Regions from separate parts of the Sus scrofa genome. Here region 2 is linked to region 1. Evidence: chromatin contacts called from public Hi-C data. All regions are on one chromosome and are shown on one strand. The core of a region is the stretch at or near the end of the contact, and the rest is flanking DNA. Distances in the headings are between cores, read along the strand shown. Region 1 holds the start of SLC39A3 (zinc transporter ZIP3). Region 2 overlaps GNG7 (guanine nucleotide-binding protein G(I)/G(S)/G(O) subunit gamma-7).

Region 1 (4,072 bases), core at 434-2,933:
CTGCACCCGCAGCACATGGAAGTTCCCAGGCTAGGGGTCTAATTGGAGCTACAACTGCCAGCCTACACCACAGTCACGACAACACCAGATCCGAGCCGAGTCTGCAACCCACATCACAGTTCATGGCAATGCCAGATCCTTAACCCACTGAGTGAGGCCAGGGATTGAACCCGCAACTTCATGGCTCCTAGTTGGGTTCATTTCCACTGTGCCACAACGGGAACTCCTGAGACAATTTTTTTTTTACAGCCACACCTGTGGCATATGGGAGTTCCTGGGCTCGGGGTCAAATTGGAGCTGCAGCTGTCAATCTACGCCACAGCCAAGGCAACACCATATCCTTAACCCATCGAGTGAGGCCAGGGATCAATCCTGCATCCTCACAGACACTATGTCGGGTTCTTAACTCACTGAGCCACAATGGGAACTCCTATATTTTCTTTTACATTTGACTTAATATTTTTATTTTTATTTTTTTTTTGTCTTTTGTCTTTTTTGTTGTTGTTGTTGCTATTTCTTGGGCCGCTCCCACGGCATATGGAGGTTCCCAGGCTAGGGGTTGAATCGGAGCTGTAGCCACCGGCCTACGCCAGAGCCACAGCAATGCAGGATCCGAGCCGCGTCTGCAACCTACACCACAGCTCACGGCAACGCCGGATCGTTAACCCACTGAGCAAGGGCAGGGATCGAACCCGCAACCTCATGGTTCCTAGTCGGATTCGTTAACCACTGCGCCACGACGGGAACTCCGACTTAATATTTTTATGAGACAACTTTAGTAATACATCATAAGACGTTTCTTAATCATTTTTTAAAACTTTCTGGGAGTTACTCATGTGGCACAGCAGAAATGAATCCCACCAGGAACCATGAGGTTATATATGTTATCTTTTGCTGCCTAACAGATTACCACAAAACTCAGTGGCTCACAAGAGCAACATTTATTATCTCACAGTTTCTGTGGGTCAGGAATCCATGTTCACATAAATGAGTCCTCAGTTTCAGGGCCTCTCAAAGGCTACAATTAAAGTGTCCTGGGCCAGGGATTAGATCAGAGTCACTGTGGGAACACCGGATCTTTTCACCCAACTGCACCTGACCAGGGATGGAACCAGTGTCCTGGCGCTGCAGAGACGTTGTCGATTTGTTGCATGGCAGCGGGGATTCCCACCCAGCACTCTTGATAACCCTTACTAGGCTCTATTATTCCAGAGCGCTTGTGGCCTTCTGACATGACTTTATCACTTATTATGTTTATCAATTATTTCCTCTGTCTTCTCCTAGAATGTAAGATCCAAAAAAGGAGAGATTTTTTTGTTCTCTTGACAGATATTCTCCAAGGAAAGGCCTTGGCACATAGAAGGCAGAGAGGTTGAACGGATAAACCTGCTTCTTAAGCCCATAGGAAGGGCATCATCAGCGAGGATTCTCCGAGAGAAATAGTCTTCCTTAGCAAATCGTTTCCTGACAATGGCCAAGCCTAGATCTGAACGGTATTCAGCACCAGGGGCCCCTGGACAGCTCTGGAAACCAAACTACCGGAACCTTTCCTCTATGGTTGGAGTTTCCCGCCGGAGCCGCCCGGAGGCTGTACCCGCCGCTCAATGGGAGGAAACTACTTTCCCATGCCTGTGGGAGAGGTGGAGTCGCGGGGTGAATGGCAGTCACAGTAGCCAGTGGCTTGGAGAACTTGTCCCGCTGAGCTTGAGGGGACCAGTAGACAAAGGCGTGGGCGGGGCGTAGGCAGCGGCGCGCCGAGCTAGGGCTTGGCCGGGAGCGCGGCAGTGGGGTCAAACACCGCGCGGCGGTTGAGCGGCGGGCGGCTCAGACTGGCGGGTGAGGACTCGGCGAAGGTACGTGCGGGCTGGGTCGGGGCTGGGGGCCGGGCGGGGCATCCCGGGGCGGAGGAGGCTTTCTCGTCCGTTAGCCAAGGGCCCGCCGGGGCACCCGCCGTGGTTTCGCCTTTACCGGTGATATGTGTGATTTGCGTCGGGTTCTCCCAGCGGAGCGCGAGTTGTCCCCTCTTGGGCTAGGCTCCCGGTGCAGCGCGGAGCACACAGAAGGCGTTCATTACGTGCTGAATGAAAAGATGAATGAATGAGCCGATCACCTTTACCCAGCCCGATCAGCCCTCGGTTTGAGGGCGTCCAGGCCACTCCCCTCACCCCAGCGCCACAGACCGGGGGATCTGGACACTCACAGGTATTTGGCGCCTCCCCTTTCCCGTGGAGGTAGCAGCCCAGGGCGATTGTGGACATATAGGGATTTTAAATCATGTAGTTCCCTGTAGCACCAATAATGCCAGAAAATAATGCCAGGGGAGGGGGTGGGAGGTGGCATTTTAGCTGATGTGGGATCGCAGGCAGTGAGAACTGGGAGACTGGGGAGGAAGCCTAAAGGACAAGGGAGCAGGGTCCCTCCTACTAACAGTGATGTTTTCAGGTCTAGGGTGAGATCTGTACCACTTTGGCTCATTGAGTCTGGTAAAGAGGTCCACATGCTTCAGCTCATCCATTTGTTCAGCAAGCGGTTACTGAGCGTCTCTTCTGCACCAGGCCTTGCGGTTGGTACAAGGGATGCCATTTAGGGCAGGGGTCAGCCCACGGGTGGCCCTCCTGAGGGGTCCTGGAAGCAGTGACCTGGAAAACAAACATCATTGGAAGGTCAGGGAAGAGAAAGGGTCCAAGCCGAGAGAACAACTGGTGCACATGCCCTGAGGCAGGAATGTGCTTGGCACCTTTAGGGATCATAAAGACCAGTGAGGGGAGATGATGGTGGAGAGTCTTTGCCTCAGGGTAAAACTTTTGGATTTTATGTAAGAGCAGTGGGGCACAGAACATTCTGCAACAATGGAAATGTTCTCTGTGCTGTCCAGTATGGTAGCTGCTAGACACAGGTGACTCCTGATCATTTGAAATACAGGTAGCACACCTGAGGAGCTGAATTCTACATCTTATTTAAGTTTAACTCCCTAGCCATGTTGGACAGCCATGGAGAATTTTCTGCGGAAGGCAGTGATGTGTGTCAGACCTGGGATGGGGGTGAGATGCTGGGGGAGATGGGCTTGCTCCCTAGAGCTAGTTGTATAACCAGTCCAACAGCTGACGTGGTTGTTCCTGGCATTCACAGTGGCTAGGCTGAGGCATGAGCGCCCGGCTGTGTGGCTGGACCCCATAGCACCTCCTGGGACAGAGTGCACGCCCACACATGGTTTGGCCCTGCCGCGACCGGTGACCGGAGCAGTCCGGGCCGCCACCATGATGAAGTTGTTGGTGGCCAAAATCCTTTGCATGGTGGGCGTGTTCTTCTTCATGCTGCTTGGCTCCCTGCTCCCCGTAAAGATCATCGAGTCAGATTTTGAGAAGGCCCATCGCTCGAAAAAGATCCTCTCACTGTGCAACACCTTTGGAGGCGGGGTCTTTCTGGCCACATGCTTCAATGCTTTACTGCCCGCCGTGAGGGAAAAGGTAAGCAGCAGCCCTTGGCACCTTATGGTAGAGGGTCTCTATACTTTCCCTTTTTCCTTTCTTTTTAAATTGAGATATAGTTGATGTACAAGATTGTTTAAGTTAGAGGTGTACAACATGGTGATTCATGATTTTTCAAGGTTATATTCCTTGTGTAGTTATAAACTATTGGCGTAGTCCCCGTTCTGTACAATATATCCTTGTAGCTTATTTATTTTATGCATAATAGTTTGTACCTCTTAATCCCCTTCCCCTGTCTTGCTCCTCCCCTCTCTAGTGCTTTTCAGCCCTAACACCAAGCTTGGGGGCCTTGACACTGTAAGGGTGCTGGGAAGTAGAAAATGAACTTGCTGTGTGATCACACATTGGTTGCTTCTCCCCTCTGGGTCTTATCTGGTAAACAGGGGGTTTGCCCTAGACCTGAGATTCCCAGCTGATAGGCTCATCAGTCAATACTTGATTAGACTGCCTGCCCTGGTCAGCATGCACTTCACCCTGAAAGTAGCGACTGGGGCCTCTCTACAACTCCTGTATCAGTTAGCTACTGCTGCCTAACAGGTGATAACAGACCTAGCATCTTAAAACAACACATGTTTATTTCCACG
Region 2 (4,412 bases), core at 1,131-3,630, 72 kb after region 1:
ACCTGCATCCTCATGGATCCTAGTTGGATTCGTTTTCTCTGCATGACAACTGGAACTCCATGTGGCTCTGATTTGATCCTGGGCCCAGGAACTTCCATATGCGGCAGGTGCTGCCAAAAAAAAAGAAACTTCATTTAGAGAAAGACAAAGGAGAGGCAAGTCACACCACAGCCCCTGCCCAGTGAGGACCGCTGCCATGACACCTCGGTGAGCAACCTAGATTTCCATCTTCTTTCCTCATACTGGCTTCACATTTTGTGTTAGAGGCAAGTTATAATTTATTTCTTTTTAAAAACTTTACTTTGTTGAGTTCCCGTCGTGGATCAGTGGTTAACAAACCCAACTTGGATCCATGAGGTTGCAGGTTCAATCCCCGGCCTCACTCGGTGGGTTAAGAATCTGGCATTGCTGTGAGCTGTGGTAGAGGTCACAGAGGCGGCTCAGATCTGGTATTGTGAGTGTGGTGTGGGCCGGCAGCTGTAATTCCGATTCAGTCCTAGCCTAGGAGCTTCCATATGCTTTGGATGTGGCCCTAAAAAGCAAAAAAAAAAAAAAAAAAAAAAAACCAGAAAAAAAAAAAACCAAAAAAACAAAAAAATCTTTATTTTATTGAAGTATAGTTGATTTACAATGTGGTGGTAGTTTCTGGTCCACAGCAAAGTGACCCAGTCAGACATATATATACATTCGTTTTCAGAGTCTTTTCAATTATGGTTTATCACAGAACATTAAGTATAGTTCCCTGTGCTATACAGTAGTTTTCCTTGTTGTTTGAATTATAATTTATTTCTTTAAAAATAATTTTATAATTGATTTAACTGGTCTTATTGGTGGGCTTTTGGGGTTTTTTTCATTTCTTTTTCTGTTTTTCTTTTTGTTCTCTTTTCAACTTTTCAACTCTTGCCACGCGCTGGGATGGCTGCCCTTGTGCAAACTTCCAGCGTCCTTGGTTTGGGGGAAATTCCTGGAGTGGGTTTGCCTCGTCTGTGAATATAAGTCTGGGTGTTCTCATTTACATTTTGACCTTGAGCTGCAAAGGCCTCCAGAAATGCGCCATTTCCCATCCCAGGCCCATCTCCTCCATCCCAAGTCCATCCCGACAAGCCAGGACAATTTCAGCTGCTGTGTCTGTGCCTCCTTTTCGCGAGCACAGCCATTTCTCAGGCTGTGTCCTTCACTGACCTTTCTGTGCTGGTTTCTCCTGGTGATTTGTTTGAACTCTCTTTATTTCTTTGGACGCCCTCTGCTGTTTTCCTGAGCGTGTCTTTGCACTTTGCTCACGTTGGGTACTGCCCTCCGGGATCTGAACCATTTCATGCATATCTGTGTCCTCCTTCGTGTTTTGTGTGGCCTTCTTGCACATGTCAAAAACATAAACAACAATTCACCTGCATTTTGTTCAGATTGCATATTTTACACTTAAATCCTTGCACTGTTTGAAATTCAGCTGTCTCCCCCTTGGGTAATTCTGATCTCCTTCCCCCTCCATGGGACACTGGGCCATGTTGGGACATCAGTGGTTGTCATAACTGTGGGGGCTCCTGGCATCAAGGGGGTGGGGGCCAAGGATGCTGCTCCACACTGCGTAGTGCCCAGGATGGCCTCATTAGTGACCCGGCCATGTCAGCAATGCCCAGTGGACAGACCCTGCTAGAAGGAGATAGAATTCTCCACTGAGCAGGCGAACGCAGCAGGCCTTGCCGGGGTTCCCTGATCCAGGGGAGCCTACTCCCTCCTGTACCTGCTCCTCCAAGTTGGGAATTTGGGCTTTTCCTGATGATTTTTTAGTTAGTTAGTTTATTTATTTATTTATTTATCTTTTTGCCTTTTCTAGGGCCCCTCCCGTGGCATATGGAGGTTCCCAGGCTAGGGATTTAATCGGAGCTGTAGCCACCGGCCTACACCAGAGCCACAGCACCGCAGGACCTGAGCCGCGTCTGCAACCTACACCACAGCTCACGGCAACGCCGGATCCTTAACCCACTGAGCAAGGCCAGGGATCGAACCTGCAACCTCATGGTTCCTAGTCGGATTTGTTAACCACTGAGCCACGATGGGAACTCCTGATTTTGTAGTTTAAACGTCACTGTGAGCACATCCTTTTAGCCAGGCTCTATGCTAGGTGTCTGTGGGAGCCCTCATATCCCATAGCGCTGGGGATGAGCTATGGGTTCTCATCCCAGGGGAGCTGGGATGTCACTGAGCAAGGGCCACCCCCGCCCTCTTGGCGACAGCACCCTGATCCGCCACACTCAATTTCTGCAGATGCCAGGGCTGAAAGAGAACCTGTTTGGGCATTTGCTCCTTGGGTGCCTGGGGCTGGAGACGGGCTCCAGAGTCCTGCACTTCCCACCTTTAGCCACTAGGGGGAGGAGAAGGTCCACGGAAGCTTGGCGAGGCTGGACCTTGAGCAGGCACGGGTGGAGATGTAGGGGATGCAGGAAGCCACCCAGGGGTCTTCAGTCAACCCCTCCACCCTCCTAGAGCCCTGTGACCACCCACTCATGTTCTCTGGGACATTCTGGTTCAGCACCCAGAGTCCCATAGACACCTGTCCTGAGGCCCCCACCTTGCAGACCCAGATCCTCTGTGGATCTGCTGGGTGTAAGAGGGAGGCAGAAAGCACAGGCCCTGTGCCCTTGGGAGTATGGGGCCCCTGCACCCCCAAACCCACTTTGGCACAGGGGGTTAAGGATCCGGTGTTGCCACGGCTGCAGTGTAGGTCAGAATGGCAACTCAGATATGATCCCTGGCCTGGGAACTCCATTTGCCATGGGGCTGCCAAAAAAAACAAAAACAAAAACAAAAGGTTCTGCAGCATTTCCCCAGAGCTCCTGCTCAGCACAGAAACCCAGAACTCCCCACCTGGCCAAGCGCAGTGCTTTCCTGATAGCCCTCATTCTCCCCGGAGTTGAGGAGCATTTCTGCTGAAAGCTTTTTATCTTGAGAGGGTGGCCCTTGTGTGGGGAGTTAGAGCTCGCTTCTTCCCCTGGTTGGTTACCCGCTTCAGATCTGTCCTGGGCATGTTGAAATGCACGTTATTATCAGTTCTCTCCGCGGACAAGTTGTTCTCCTGAAAGAACTGCCAAGATATACAGTCAAAACCTTAAAATGTTCTGCTTACAGAAGGTCACGGCTGCTACCGCAGCCTTCCCGACAGAAAGCTTATACAATACAAACGGAATTACGCACCCCCTCCTCTGCTGCTGCCTTGAGGGGGGGGCCTAAACCTCTCCCTGCAGCCTACCACGTGGGTGACTCAAAATATGAGCTTGACCCCTCATCCGGGGTGATCCTGCCCCTCCAGGACACTGGGTGGTATCTGGGGACATCTGTGGCTGTCACACTTAGGGGCTCCTGGCACTGAGTGGCTGGAGCAGGGAGGCTGCTCCACACCCCCAGCATCTGGGATGGTGCCCCAAAGAAGTCCCAGTCCCATGTCAGCAGCACTGAGGGGGGACCCTGCTCCACAAGAGTCTTGCTTCCAGGCTGAATGGAGATCAGTCTCTTTATGCTCCGCTGTGTTCCCACCGTGGTCCCACCCAAGCTCAGTCTTCCCAACCCTGCAGCCTAATCCACTCACAAGCTGGTTAGTGCCGCCACCCAAATTTGCCAGTTTGAACACTGAGGCCCCGAGAGACTCATGTGCGAGATTGCAGAGCAGGGCTTCCACTCGTAGGGCTGCAGGGACTGGCTCAGCCCAGGCGAAAAGTGGGGCATCCAAAGGCCTGGGTGCATTGCTAGGCAACCGCTGGAACAGTCAGCCTCCCTCAGGGCAGAGATGATGCACACATGTGGTCATTGGTAGAGTCACAGGTTCAAGGCCTTCTTTGACTCAAAACACACACAAGGTGACCATCACATATGACACGAAGGTAGGCGAGCAGAGAGAGCCATGTGGAGGCTGAAGCGGGGCCCACTGGGGGTAGGCAGAAGGGGTCCCTTACATCCTAGGGTCCATTCGCAGCCCTGCCTGACTCCACCTGAGCCAGTGGGCATCGAGGACCTGCCTCTTGCCTCCTTACTCCTTCTCCCACCACTTTGTCCTCTGAGTCAGCAGACACTGTGTGCCAGGCCCTACCAGGCTAAAACACTCATGTCTGTGTGCCAAGTACACAGTGGGTGTGGGTAACAGGACTGAGGTATAGCCGGGGGAGGCCTGGGTGGGGATGTGCTCAGCAGTTGGGGGTGGGGGTGGGGGCCTGAGCAGGTACCACAAATACAGTATCACAGGGAATTGGGGTGTTGGGAGCTTGTTTCCAATTGCCATTAGTGTCCCCCCAAATTCAAATGTTGAAACCTACCCCCCGATGTGGTGGTAATTAGAGGTGGGTCCTTTGGGTGGTATGATCTTGCTAAATACATATTTTGTACTTCAGCCGCAGTTCTCGGCTTCCAGCTCCCAAAACCCT

The links. A called contact is a pair of places that touch in the nucleus more often than the background predicts.
Region 2: a Hi-C map of omental adipose tissue shows a contact between it and region 1, with 4 times the contacts expected there. The contact joins the enhancer-like site here to the promoter of SLC39A3 in region 1. A contact is called at or near these places in 2 of 5 promoter capture datasets (fetal liver and liver), 35 of 47 Hi-C or Micro-C datasets (adipose tissue, alveolar macrophages, blood and 16 more) and 2 of 2 datasets of contacts at active chromatin or transcription factors (alveolar macrophages and skeletal muscle).

The regions. Positions count from the first base shown.
Region 1 is chr2:75,906,768-75,910,839 of Sscrofa11.1, forward strand. It overlaps SLC39A3 (zinc transporter ZIP3), which reads left to right and starts at 1,684. Exons shown (of 3, transcript XM_005652818.3): 1 at 1,684-1,853; 2 at 3,130-3,467. The coding sequence starts at 3,258.
Region 2 is chr2:75,977,956-75,982,367 of Sscrofa11.1, forward strand. The region is part of intron 2 of GNG7 (guanine nucleotide-binding protein G(I)/G(S)/G(O) subunit gamma-7); the gene reads left to right. Among named protein-coding and RNA genes, the nearest start is that of GNG7, 50 kb to the left of the region's middle. Within about 2 kb of position 2,381, at least 12 of the 83 cell types and tissues checked have an H3K27ac peak or open chromatin away from gene starts, as enhancers often do. A contact at or near this core is called in alveolar macrophages, omental adipose tissue and retroperitoneal adipose tissue, where this site is marked.